Linked DNA regions of Capsicum annuum: region 2 is linked to region 1. Evidence: chromatin contacts called from public Hi-C data. All regions are on one chromosome and are shown on one strand. The core of a region is the stretch at or near the end of the contact, and the rest is flanking DNA. Distances in the headings are between cores, read along the strand shown. Region 1 holds the start of LOC107879536 (30S ribosomal protein S1, chloroplastic). Region 2 holds the start of LOC107879547 (chlorophyll a-b binding protein CP26, chloroplastic).

Evidence for each region. A called contact is a pair of places that touch in the nucleus more often than the background predicts.
Region 2: a Hi-C map of placenta shows a contact between it and region 1, with 3 times the contacts expected there. The contact joins the promoter of LOC107879547 here to the promoter of LOC107879536 in region 1. A contact is called at or near these places in 2 of 5 Hi-C or Micro-C datasets (leaf and placenta).

Annotation. Positions count from the first base shown.
Region 1 is chr1:133,252,910-133,259,048 of UCD10Xv1.1, forward strand. LOC107879536 (30S ribosomal protein S1, chloroplastic) reads left to right here and starts at 3,229. Exons shown (of 7, transcript XM_016726564.2): 1 at 3,229-3,754; 2 at 4,033-4,308; 3 at 4,519-4,599; 4 at 5,744-6,025; 5 at 6,109-6,139. The coding sequence starts at 3,455.
Region 2 is chr1:133,840,444-133,846,582 of UCD10Xv1.1, forward strand. It overlaps LOC107879547 (chlorophyll a-b binding protein CP26, chloroplastic), which reads right to left and starts at 2,857. Exons shown (of 6, transcript NM_001325124.1): 1 at 2,646-2,857; 2 at 2,351-2,435; 3 at 2,134-2,184; 4 at 1,907-2,027; 5 at 1,684-1,818; 6 at 884-1,144. The coding sequence starts at 2,856. The coding sequence ends at 884.

The DNA.
Region 1 (6,139 bases), core at 1,979-4,478:
TGCAAATATAAAGTTACATATTTTTGCGTATTACAATTCTTGTTTAATGATTCTTTCATATTTAAACATCTTAATACAACTAGGCTAGGAGAACAACTAGCACATATAGTGTGAAATTCTAAATGTATTTATAAAATGAGGTTGAGCAAATAAATACAACCCTGAGGCAACAAATACAGAGAGAATGTATTTAACTCCAAAATAATAGCTATGAATCATAATTAAAAAAATATAACTATATAATTAGGCCTCAAATTATTATTGTTCATGAAATTTTCTTGTTTACACATCAACTTCACAAAACATCAAATTGCTATCACACATTTAAAAAAATACACAAAAAAAATGAGAAAACACAAACATGGATATAAAAAAGAAAAACTAGAGAGAAAATGAAAAGATGAAGAGAACTTACTGCAGAATCTCGAAGTAATATGCATTAATTGAGAAAGGATCTAGAGAGCTGCGACTTTAGATATGAGGAGTGGTGAAGAGAACAATGTTTTAGGGTAAACATGAAGGTAATTTTGGAATATGTGAAAATTTCAAGGGACATAGATGCTTTTTACTTGGTCAAACCATAATGGCTTATAAGCCAAAACTAAAAACGTAGAGGGTCCTTTACTTTTAACTTTTGACTTTTACAAAGCAAATTTTAACCTTTTAAGTGATTTTGTAAGTTGTGAAGCTCTTCAAATAGTAAAAAATGGTTAAAAACTATTTTGATCAACTTTTCATTTCAAACAGGCACTAAGAAGGAAATTAATTGGTGATAAAAAAATTTTAAAACTTAAAAAGAGTGACATGAGTCTTAATTATTGAGTAGAGTTGACAATTTTAAGATTAGTGTTAATAATCCTAATTTTAAAACTCTCAAGTTTCATTATTTACACAATGACCCTATTTTTACCACCCCCATCCCATCCTTCTTCAACCGTTCTATTGCCACCGCAACCACCATCATCTTCTCTCCGTTATCATCAATACACCTCCTTCTCTTCCTCTTTAACCACCATTTCATCTCTCTTACACAATTACCTATTCCTCTTCCTTTATCACTACCACCAACACCACCATTTTCTTCTTCTACACCACCAATATTACCACTTCCTCCTCTGCCATAACTATCATCTTCTTCTTCATCGATTTTTCTACCACATCTTTTGCTAGAAAAGCAAGCAGTTGTCCAAGTTGCTGCAACAACTGTCCTAATTGTTACAACATAACGGTAGCTATTGTAGCACCTACAATAAATACTGCAACAATTGTCACAGCTATTATAATAACTACAACAATTGCTGCAACACAATAATTATAATAGTTGTTGCAGCAACTATCGAGTTACTGCATCAACTACCGAGTTGCTATCTGCACTTACTACCCACAGTTGCTGTAACTAAGGATGGACATTCGGTTTGTTCGATTTGGTTGTTTAATATCGGTTTGATTTTTTAATTTTTGGATTGAAGAAAATGCCAACCGTAATCAAACTGAAATAAATTTGGTTTGGTTCGATTTGTACAAATTCGATTTGATTATTTTAAATTTTGATTTTGATTTTGAAGATTAAAGTAGTGAGCCTTTCTTTACTATGACTAACCATTTAAAATTAATGATTTTTTAGAAAAATAATTTTTTTAAACCTATTTTTCATTCCCAAATATAAATAACTCAACATGTATGAAATGAAATGAAATAACTATAAGTTTTACATAATACATAACTGAAAATGAAATGAAATAACTATAAGTTTTACATAATACATAACTACATATATATAATTTTGATTTTTCGATATAACCAATTTTTTTTTGAAAAACTAAAAATCGAATCAATTAACTGAATTTCTAAAATTTGAATTTGATCCAAAGAATTGAAAAATGAAATCAAAATTAAATTTCGATTTGAATTTTCCCATTTTTTCGGTTTGAATCAAAATATGTCTAGTCCTAGCTGCAATTACTACCACACTCGTTGCAACAACTATCATACTTAATGTAGCAACTATCACAGTTGCTATAGAAACTACCCAATTATTGTAGCAACTACCGCAGTTGTTGAAGCAACTATCGTAGTTGCTTGATTTTTTGCATAATTTCTTCAAACATCTAAAGAATATCATTTTTTTAAAGTTCTCAAAATTAAAAGAAAATAATTTATAAAAATAAAAATAAAAAGAGAAAGAGAATAGCAAGAAGAATAATGCAATAAAAAAGATGAACGTCTTAGTAGCGATGATTGTGAGAAAAAAATGACAAAGAAAAAGTAGAAAAAAGATGAAGGAAAAGAGAAATATGAGAGAGAAAAAAGAGGAAAAAAAAGAAAGAAATATTAATAAGATAAGGTAGGGGAAAGTTTTAAATTTTAAAATTTGAATTGAGAGGGAATTCTTTTTAAAGTTTAAAAGTTTTCAAAATTACACTTCACACATAAATTAGCTTAATCAAACATTAATTGAAAATTTCACCTTAATTGCTCAAAATTGTCACCTTTTTAAATTTCAAACTTATTTGTCTCCTACCACTCAATTGTCTTAAAGAAAGCCAGCTAAGAAATTTAGGGGTCGTTTAATTTGAAAACAAGTTATGCCGAGACTAGTTATGTTGAGATTAATTATCCTGAAATTAGTTATTTCGATATAATTTTTTAGTGGTTGTATGATTTATAGTACTAAAAATAATACTATACATTACATTCTTTCTAAGAATATATTATTATTTATAGAAATATCTTTCACCTTCTATATGTGAAAAGTTATAATCGAAGGATTTGAAGGATAATTTTGTTATTTTATGACTTTATGTGAAGATGAATTATTTAGAAATTATTATACCAAAAGGATGTAATAACCTTATCCCTCCGTCCCAAATTGAAATGGCACAACTATTAAGAAAACAATGATCGATAATGTAACTTTATCATTTTACCCCTGTTAATTGTGTCATGTTGTTAATTCTAATATTGACGGAGTTATTATATGGATGGTACCAAAATATTTTTTGCATGAATAATTAGGATCATACGATTACCAAATTTCTTATAATATTTTTCAAGATTTGATAATTCAATGCTAGTAATAAGGAATAATCAATTATTAAGGGTATAATAGAAAAAAATTATTTTATCTTAATTAATAAAAAAATAAATAAAATAAAAAATTAAATAAAAAAATTTAAAATGAATAATTTTAGAGGATAGAAGCATATCCATACTATTTAATCTCATAATATAATAAATTATTTCAAATTTGCAATCAAACAAGACAACAATTTTATCTGTGAATTATCTTTTATTCTGAAACTATTTATCGGAATATCCCGCACCAAACGACCCATTAGAGGTGAAGTGGGACCGTGTTGCGTTGGTGTTTCTGTTCTTGTTCCTTTTATCTTATCTATATCTACCCAAAGAAGCTGGCGAGTAACGAATTATTCATTTCCTGAGATTACCAAAAATGGCTTCTTTGGCACGGCAGTTCGTTGGGTTGAAGTGCCCACCAATTTCAACAAAGAAGCTTGTCAATCGCATCAATCATCAGAGTAAGCAGCAGATCCAAAAGGCAAGAATAGCAGCACAAGCTTCTGCAGCAGTGGTCACAAATGCACAAACGAGAGAAAGACTAAAGCTTAAGGAGATATTTGAGGATGCCTATGAGAGATGTCGCACTACACCTATGGAAGGTGTTGCCTTTACTGTTGATGATTTTCATTCTGCCCTTGAAAAATATGATTTTGATTCCGAAGTTGGTACCAAGGTTGAATTTCTTCTTTTCTCTTTCTCAACTAATTTTCTACTAATTGAGTGTTGTTTTTTCCCTCAAATTGTAAAATGATAAACACAATGCTATGAGGTGTCTATTTTGTATTCGATTGAAATCTGTTATTTTGTAGACAATAGTAAATCGTATTCTTTAGTCTATCACTGGATTTTTGAGATTAGCTTGGTTAGTCAAAAATGGCTTATAGCTCAAGTATAAAAGTTACTACTCTGATTGTCAACAGCGAACGAAAAGTTTGATTTTTGTCTGTTTAGGTGAAAGGAACAGTTTTTTCTGTAGAAGCAAATGGAGCTCTAGTTGACATCACTGCAAAATCATCTGCATACTTGCCTATACGTGAGGCCTCACTTCACACCATCAAACATGTAGAGGAAGCCGGAATATTTCCTGGCTTGCGTGAGGAGTTTGTCGTAGTTGGTGAAAATGAAGCTGATGATAGTTTGGTTTTGAGTTTGCGATCAATTCAGTATGACCTTGCATGGGAGAGATGCAGGCAGCTACAAGCTGAAGACGTAGTCGTCAAAGGCAAGGTATGTGTTTCCTCTAAATTATTAATACCAGAAATGAAATTCTATGATGACTTGGAATGTCACTGTGTATCATGATTTTGGATCTTATTTTTTTATTAACCAACACTAGGCATACCTTCTTGCTGTCATCTCTGCATAGCACACTGCTTTAGCAGGGCATTCACTTCTATGTCAATGATCCAAGTCTTGTTTCTGTCGATGGTTTTGCAGTTGGTCGGCGCAAATAAAGGTGGAGTGGTCGCTCTGGTCGAGGGCCTTCGTGGTTTTGTTCCATTCTCCCAGATATCAACGGTTAGTTATACATTCATCGCATAAGTTATAATCTATTTTGTGAAGACGTTAATAATTTTTACTTGTAGATCTTCTGTCATCCAGACCAGACATATTCAGATTGTAAATGGGAAATGTGACTAAAGAAAACTACTAGTTTCACTGACTGAAGCTCGATTCTAAGTGGCTCATTTTATAGGAGTTGTTATCCTATTCTAATAAGGTAGCCTTTTACAAGATCCTATTAAATAGAAATAATATCCTAAGTAATATGCAAACCTATATTCTACACGATTCCTCTATCCCTGTGGAACTGTTAAAGTATAAACGTTTTTGGTTTTTGGCTTTCTGGTTAAGGTGAGAGAGCTTCCATGTGGCAGAAAGAGATGTTTCTTTTCTGCAATGATATGAGATGTGCCCTAATTAATGTTGGATCAATGAATTGAAGTTAAAGAAATGTAAAGTGGGTCTAACAAACTAGTATTAATTATACTAACACTATAATAATCATAAAAAATTAGCTATAACAAGTATCTAAATTCTGTATTAAAAGATCGACTGAAGTGACATTACGAGACCTTGGAGCACCATGTTAATGAAAAGGAAGGTGGCCAATGCGGGATATTGTATCTATGTCAATACTAAGTGATTCCTACGAGGAGAACCATGAAAAATTCAAAATGGTTTGCAATGGTATTAATCTGAGGGATATCTTGGTGATTTGTAAGTCAAAAGGCAATAGACTATAGGTCTTCTAAGTGCAAAACTCAACAACACTCTTGTAAGTAGAGAAGAGTAGAGGAGCGAATCCATCACCCACTGGGTTTCGAACCTTGCGCCACCGACCCTCTAGAACGTCCCGATTATTTTATTTTTTCTTAAAAAAAGAGAATAGAATATAATTGTATATGTCAGTTTCTAAAGAGAATATAGTTGTATATACCATAGGCTCTATTTTGTTACCCATTGTCAACTCAGCTTTTCACTTATGAATTTATTTCTTGATTCAATATCCAACCCATGGGTTATAATTTGGTGGGGTTGGAGCTTCACCCTTCTGTTTTTCCAATAAAAAATCACTATGACTATTTGAAACTCATCCCAAGAAACTCTCTTTTTAGTGTAGCTTATCCAAAAACAAAAACACAAATTTTTGATGTTTCAGAAATCAACAGCGGAGGAGCTTTTGGAAAAGGAACTTCCTCTGAAGTTTGTTGAGGTTGATGAAGAGCAATCCAGACTTGTTCTCAGCAATCGTAAGGCGATGGCTGATAGTCAGGCACAATTGGGAATAGGCTCAGTCGTTCTAGGAACTGTTCAGAGCTTGAAACCGTATGGTGCCTTCATTGACATTGGTGGAATCAATGGCCTTCTTCATGTGAGCCAGATTAGTCATGATCGTGTCTCAGATATTGCAACAGTTCTCCAGCCTGGTGACACTCTCAAGGTGCGCATAGAAATCTCTTAAGTTATGAAATAGCTTTCCATATTTGAAGAAAATCTGCAATTATGTGCTCAATTTCATTGTAGGTCATGATATTGAGCCATGATCGTGAGAGAG
Region 2 (6,139 bases), core at 1,607-4,106, 590 kb after region 1:
TAGTTTATCATATGATTATGATATACCGAATGCAAAGACTCAAGTGGCAAGAAAAAGAATATGTGAAAAAAATAATTTTATCAACTACATGTCACATTTTAGAGGGAGAAAAATAATTTTATCAATTACATGCCGTAATATAACAGTGAAAAATAATAATTTACCAACATATGTCTCAACTTTAGAGGATTTTAAGAATATATAAGTAAAATTTTATTTCATAAAAATATCAACCAAATTTTTTTTTATGAAAATAATCTTCATTAGGTAATCTAATCTATTAAGAAATTGATATTCTTTCATTAAATAATCCATAAGAAAAATTGCGTTATCCATATATAAAAAGGATCAAGATGTGAGTAATATATTTTATAATTATTTAAATTAAAAATTAAAAACTAATTAAGGTTGCCACATTATTTTTTCGATGAAATTATTGTAAAATCCGGTCATAGTGACTTTTGTGATGGTCGAAATAAAGTTAAATGACCATAGATGAAATGAATGAAAGAAAAATTAGTTGCGTAATAGATACAAAGTGTGACCATGGATGAAATGAATGAAAGAAAAGTAATTTTTAAATAATACAAAGTTAAGTGACTATGGATCAAATTTATCCTATTATACTATTTACTCTTGAACTTTGACATGTAAATTCAAGAAATGAAGGATATATATATAATGGAGGGGTGCCGGATCCAGCATTAATCGTTTAAGCTCATAAAATAGGAATGAATATGAGGAACAACGTAATATGATTAGAATATTAATGAAAATAAGTGCAGTTTGTCTTGATGAACTACAAGCTGGGTTTTTTTTCACATACAGCTCTGAAATGTATTGCAGAATTGTACAATCCCTCCCGACCAAAAAGAAAATTAAATTACAGGGTGGGGACTCTTTCAGTAGCACCGCCGATGACAGTGAGCAAGTTGTTGCCAAAGGGGTCACTCAAGTGGGCAGCCAAATTCTCAACAGGACCCTGCCCTGTCACATAGGCTTGGATGAAGAAACCAAGCATAGAAAACATGGCTAGTCTTCCATTCTTGATTTCTTTTACCTTCAATATTGCTGCCTGGTCTGGGTCCTTTGCTAGGCCTAGTGGATCAAATGGACCACCTGGGTGTAGCTTGTCCTCCAAATCCTGTATCCCAACACAATTTGTTGAATTCATGATCAGAGACAGATTCAAGATTTAAAGTTTATGGGTTTTGAATTTGCTATCAAATTCGTAACTAGTTTTAGTTATTGGATTCACAAGATTTAAAGAGAGTTATTGAGTTTGTCCAAACTTGAGTGTTAATACTCTAACTCCACCCCTGTCCACAATCTAATCAAATGGGAGCAGCAAATCTGATAGAAGTATTTTGACTTCATGGGTTCTAGAGTTCAGAAAAAAAAAAACAGCTTGCTTGTTTCTAGATTCTAGAGAAAAGCAGTTATTAGGTTCTGGATAAATGTTTTATAAATACTAAGTGACTTGTTGACATAAATATAGGATTTTAGCCAAAGCTATCCTGCGAATTATTAACCACAACTGTCACTGCACATAATTCTTTTTTTTTGATGAAGCTACAATGTCGCGAAAAGTGTGGTGATGGAATTCATGGACTCAACTATGACTTGTGCATATAATAGTCATTTAAGAAGTAATATAGTTGTGGTAGTAATAAGAGAGCTCACCAAGCCATTTATAATTCTGTAGTACTCAGCACCACCAACAAGAACAACCTCTGCGATGACAGCTAGAACAAGATTGATGGGAATGTTCTTTCCGAAGTAGTTCAATGTGTTTCCATCTAGAAGTAAAGCTCCGGTCTACACACGAGACAAAATTTCATACTGAGCATTTCCCTCACATTTAACCAATCAAGACAGGTGCAATTAATATAATTGCGATATATACCTTGAACCAAACAGCCTCAGGACCACAGTTGGCACCAAATTTGTTGAAGGCTTCAGGGATAATAAATCCAGCAGCACCGAGCATAGCCCATCTGGCGTGGATCAGTTCATATGCCTGATATCTGCACCAGATCGAGCAATTTTAAACTTAGATCAATCTCCAAAAACAACAAGAACAAAATTGACATACGAAAGTGTAATTAATTAATGTGTCACTAGTACACGTACTTGGCGAAGTCTTCTGGCTTCTTGCTGAGACCAAAAGGATCATAACCGTAGCTGCAGCAAGTAGAAAAAAAATTCTTTTATATATACACTCGTAATTTCTTTTACGTTAGCAGTATAATTTTTCAGCTAAATTATGAGATGCAGGACTATCAAGAAGAAAAGAAGACAAATGTGAAAAAAAAGAAAAAAGCATATATAGAAGTAGATAGAGGCTTACTCTCCAGGAACTTCTCCGTTCAAGTACTCTGGGATTTCTGATTTGTCCAACAGACCCTCGGGCAGGAAAATTCTTCTGTCCGGTCCTGAAAATATTTGCAGATGTTAAGCATATAAATTAAAAAAGCCTTCCTATATTTTCATCTTTTTATTCCAACACACTGGTTTTGTTAGCTTAGTTAACTATAATTATACGTGTTATTTTTCTTAATGGGCCTAAAATGAGCTAAGGTGACAATTATTTTGAGACAGAGGGAGTAATAATATGTTAGGAAAGGCGAATATATGTTACTCACCGTACCACTTGGCGAGCTCATCGTCAAGAGGGGAGGCAGCGGCGGCCTTAGCTTTGGCAGGAGCCGCAGCAGACTTCTTTTTGAAAAGGGCAACAGTTTTGAAGGTGGCAGGGGATGATGCAGGAGTAGGAGCAGCAGGCCTTGCCACACCACTGAACTTGACCGGACTTCCGAGCATCTCTGAGACGTACAGGGAGGTAGCTGCAGCCATAGCTAACCGGTGAAGCTGGCTTTGGATAATTGAAGGTGATATCGATCAGTTAGTGTGTTGATGATGAGAAAGTGAGAAGTGTGGATGGTATTTGGAGTGGAGATACTAGCTTAAAGCTTGTTCTGGTGGTTGTGGGAGTGCCAAGTGTTGGGTTGTGATTGGGTGTAAGGGATATGCAATCTGATGCAGTGTTTTGATAGGAAGGAGTTTGTGAAGTGGCAGATGACAGTACTGACATGGCATGCATTTCAAAACTCCTGGAGGAGACTTGGGATAACGTGACCCTATCCACATTGATACAAACACCACCTTCTTTTCTATTGGAGCATAACTTTTTTTTCTCTTTTTATAGTATTTTCTTTTTATTCATATGCAATCTGCCAAAATATATTAGGAGTGGCATTTTTGTTTTCTTTCCTTTACTTTTTCTTTTGGGTGCAAGCATTGCTTCTTAACACCAATCTTATAAGTTATGTTTTCTTACTCTAATTAAGCCTAATCAAGGGCGAATTCTGGGTTTTAACACCATCAAAGACGTGCATGTTAGCTAAAACATGTCAAGCAAGCAATCCCGTTTCGAGCGAAATTTTATTGAACACACATAGAATTAGTGTACTAATGTATAGTATGAATTAAATGACTTTAATTTGTAAGGTTTGCTATGTGGAGTGATAGTTATAGCTCCAATTTACAACAACGAGGTCCTGCGTTTGTAGCTTACACCTTAAATTCTAACTCGTGCGTTAAGAGTGTTCAATAATTTTTTCTATAAGTTAACAAGTGCATGTATATACCTATCGTTTTCATGTGGGACCACCTTTGAGCCTAATTATATTAGAAGCTCTATCAGTCTATCTAGGCCTAATTATATACTAGATGATTTACGAGAAAGGAAAATGGGAAAACTACAGAATAACTTCAGGCGCTTTCAAGTTTTGACCTCAAATAAAAAAGTTTTATAAAAGTAGTCTTCAGCTATTAAGTGATATATTTTCAGATAAAATTATCCCAAATCAATTGAATAAATTACATAAATGATTCTCATATAACAGCTTCATGTTTATTCATTTTTCAATTGTTATTTTTTTCTCTTTTAAATTTTACTTTAATTTTTATTTTTTATTTTGATTTTTTATTTTTCTCAACCCTCACTTTTTTTTTTTTCCGCTTAACTTCTTTTTTTTTTCTTTTTTATTTTACTTTGAGTTTTTTATTTTTTCTTTCCTCCTTTTTTTGTTCTTTTTTGTTTTTGCCAATCCTTCCTTTTTTTTTCTTTACTCCTCTTAGCGTATACTTTATAAAAAAAAAATCTTTGATTTTTATTATTTAAAAAAAAAAAATCTCGGACTTTATTTTTATTTTTTATTTTTTTATTTTTATCAACCTTTATTTTTTTTTTCCGTTCTCTCTCAACTTCTACATTTTCTTTGATTTTTATTTTTTTAATATTTTTCTTCATTTTCTTCTTTTTTCGCAATTTTTTTTATTTTTGTTCTATTCTTCGATTTCTTCCAATCAAATTACATCTCATGAGCAATAATTGACACTATCACATTATAAAAGCAAGACTTATGACTTTCAAACAACAAGCTACGTTTCATGGACAAGAGTTGACACTACCACATTATAGAGGCAAGACTTATGACTTTCAAACAACAAGTTATGTTTCATAAGTACGAGTTGACACTACCACATTGCATTTTGATTTATGAGATGCTCTATAACTCTTACCTTAGAGGCAAGACTTAGCTCAAGGACTTTCAAACTACAAGTTATGTCCCGCGGGAAAGAATTGGCACTACCGCATTATGTCTTCATTTATAAGATGCTCTATAACTCTTGCTTAGAGGCAAGACTTAGTTCAAAGACTTTCAAACTATAAATTTGCCCCACGGGCAAGAGTTGACACTGCCGCATTATGTCTTCATTTATGAGATGTGCCACAACTCTTTCCTTAAAGGCAAGACTTAGCTCAAGGACTTTCAAACAACAAATTATGCCCCACGGGCAAGAGTTGACACTACCACGTTATGTCTTTATTTATGAGATGTTCTACAACTCTCGCCTTAGAAACACGACTTATCCAAAGAATTTTCAAACAAGTTACATATATTAGGCCTGAGTCAACACTAACACATTGTGTTTTTACTTATGAAATGCTCTATAACTCTTGTCTTAGAGGTAAGACTTAGCCTGAGGACCATCAAACAACAAGTTATGCTCCATGGGCAAGAATTGACACCATCACATTGTGTATTAATTTATGAGATATTTTACAACTCTTTTCTTAGAGGCAAGACTTAGACCAAAGACTTAGCTCCATGGGCAAGAGTAAACATTATCACATTGTGTTTTGATTTATAAGAGATTCTATAACTCTTGCCTTAGGGGCAAGACTTAGCCCAAGGACTTTCAAATAACAAGTTACGCCCTATGGGTAAGAGTTGACGCTATCATATTATGTTTTAATTTATGAGATATTCTATAACTCTTGCTTTAGAGACAAGACTTCGCTCAAAGACTTTTAAACAACAAGTTACGCTCCACATACAAGATTTGACACTACCACATTGTGTCTTGATTTATGAGATGTTTTATAAATCAAGGAAAATAACAAGTTATGCCCCATGAGTAAGAGTTGACACTACCACATTATGTCTTGATCTGTGAGATGTTCTATAACTCTTGCATTAGAGGCTCGAATTAGTCCAAGGACTTTCAAACAGCAAGTTACGCTCTATGGGCAAGAGTTGACAATACCACATCGTGTCTTGATTTATGAGATATTCTATAACTTTTGCTTTAGAGGCAAGACTTAGCAAACAAGTTACGCCTCATGAAAAAGAGTTGAAGCTATCGTATTATTTTTTTATTTATATAATGCTCTATTAGTCTTGCCTCTAAACTTAGCCCAAGAACCTCCCAAAATAAAAAGTTACACCCAATCAACAAGTGTTGATACTGCCACATTATTTTTAATTTATGAGATGTTCTATAACTCTTGCCTTAGAAGCAAGACTTAACTCAAGGATTTTCAAACAACAAGTTATGCTCCACAAGCAAAACTTGACACCACCACATTGTACCTTGATTTATGAGCTGCTCTATAATTTTTGCCTTAGAGGTAAAACTTATATCAAACAACTTTCTAACAACAATCCATGCCCTTACATTTGTTTTGATATCAAAAAAGAAGATTATTTTGTGGATTATCCAATTTTTTATTTATTAGCAAAATATAATAGAAGTTGAGGAAAAAAAAAAGAGATCAAATAACATAGAG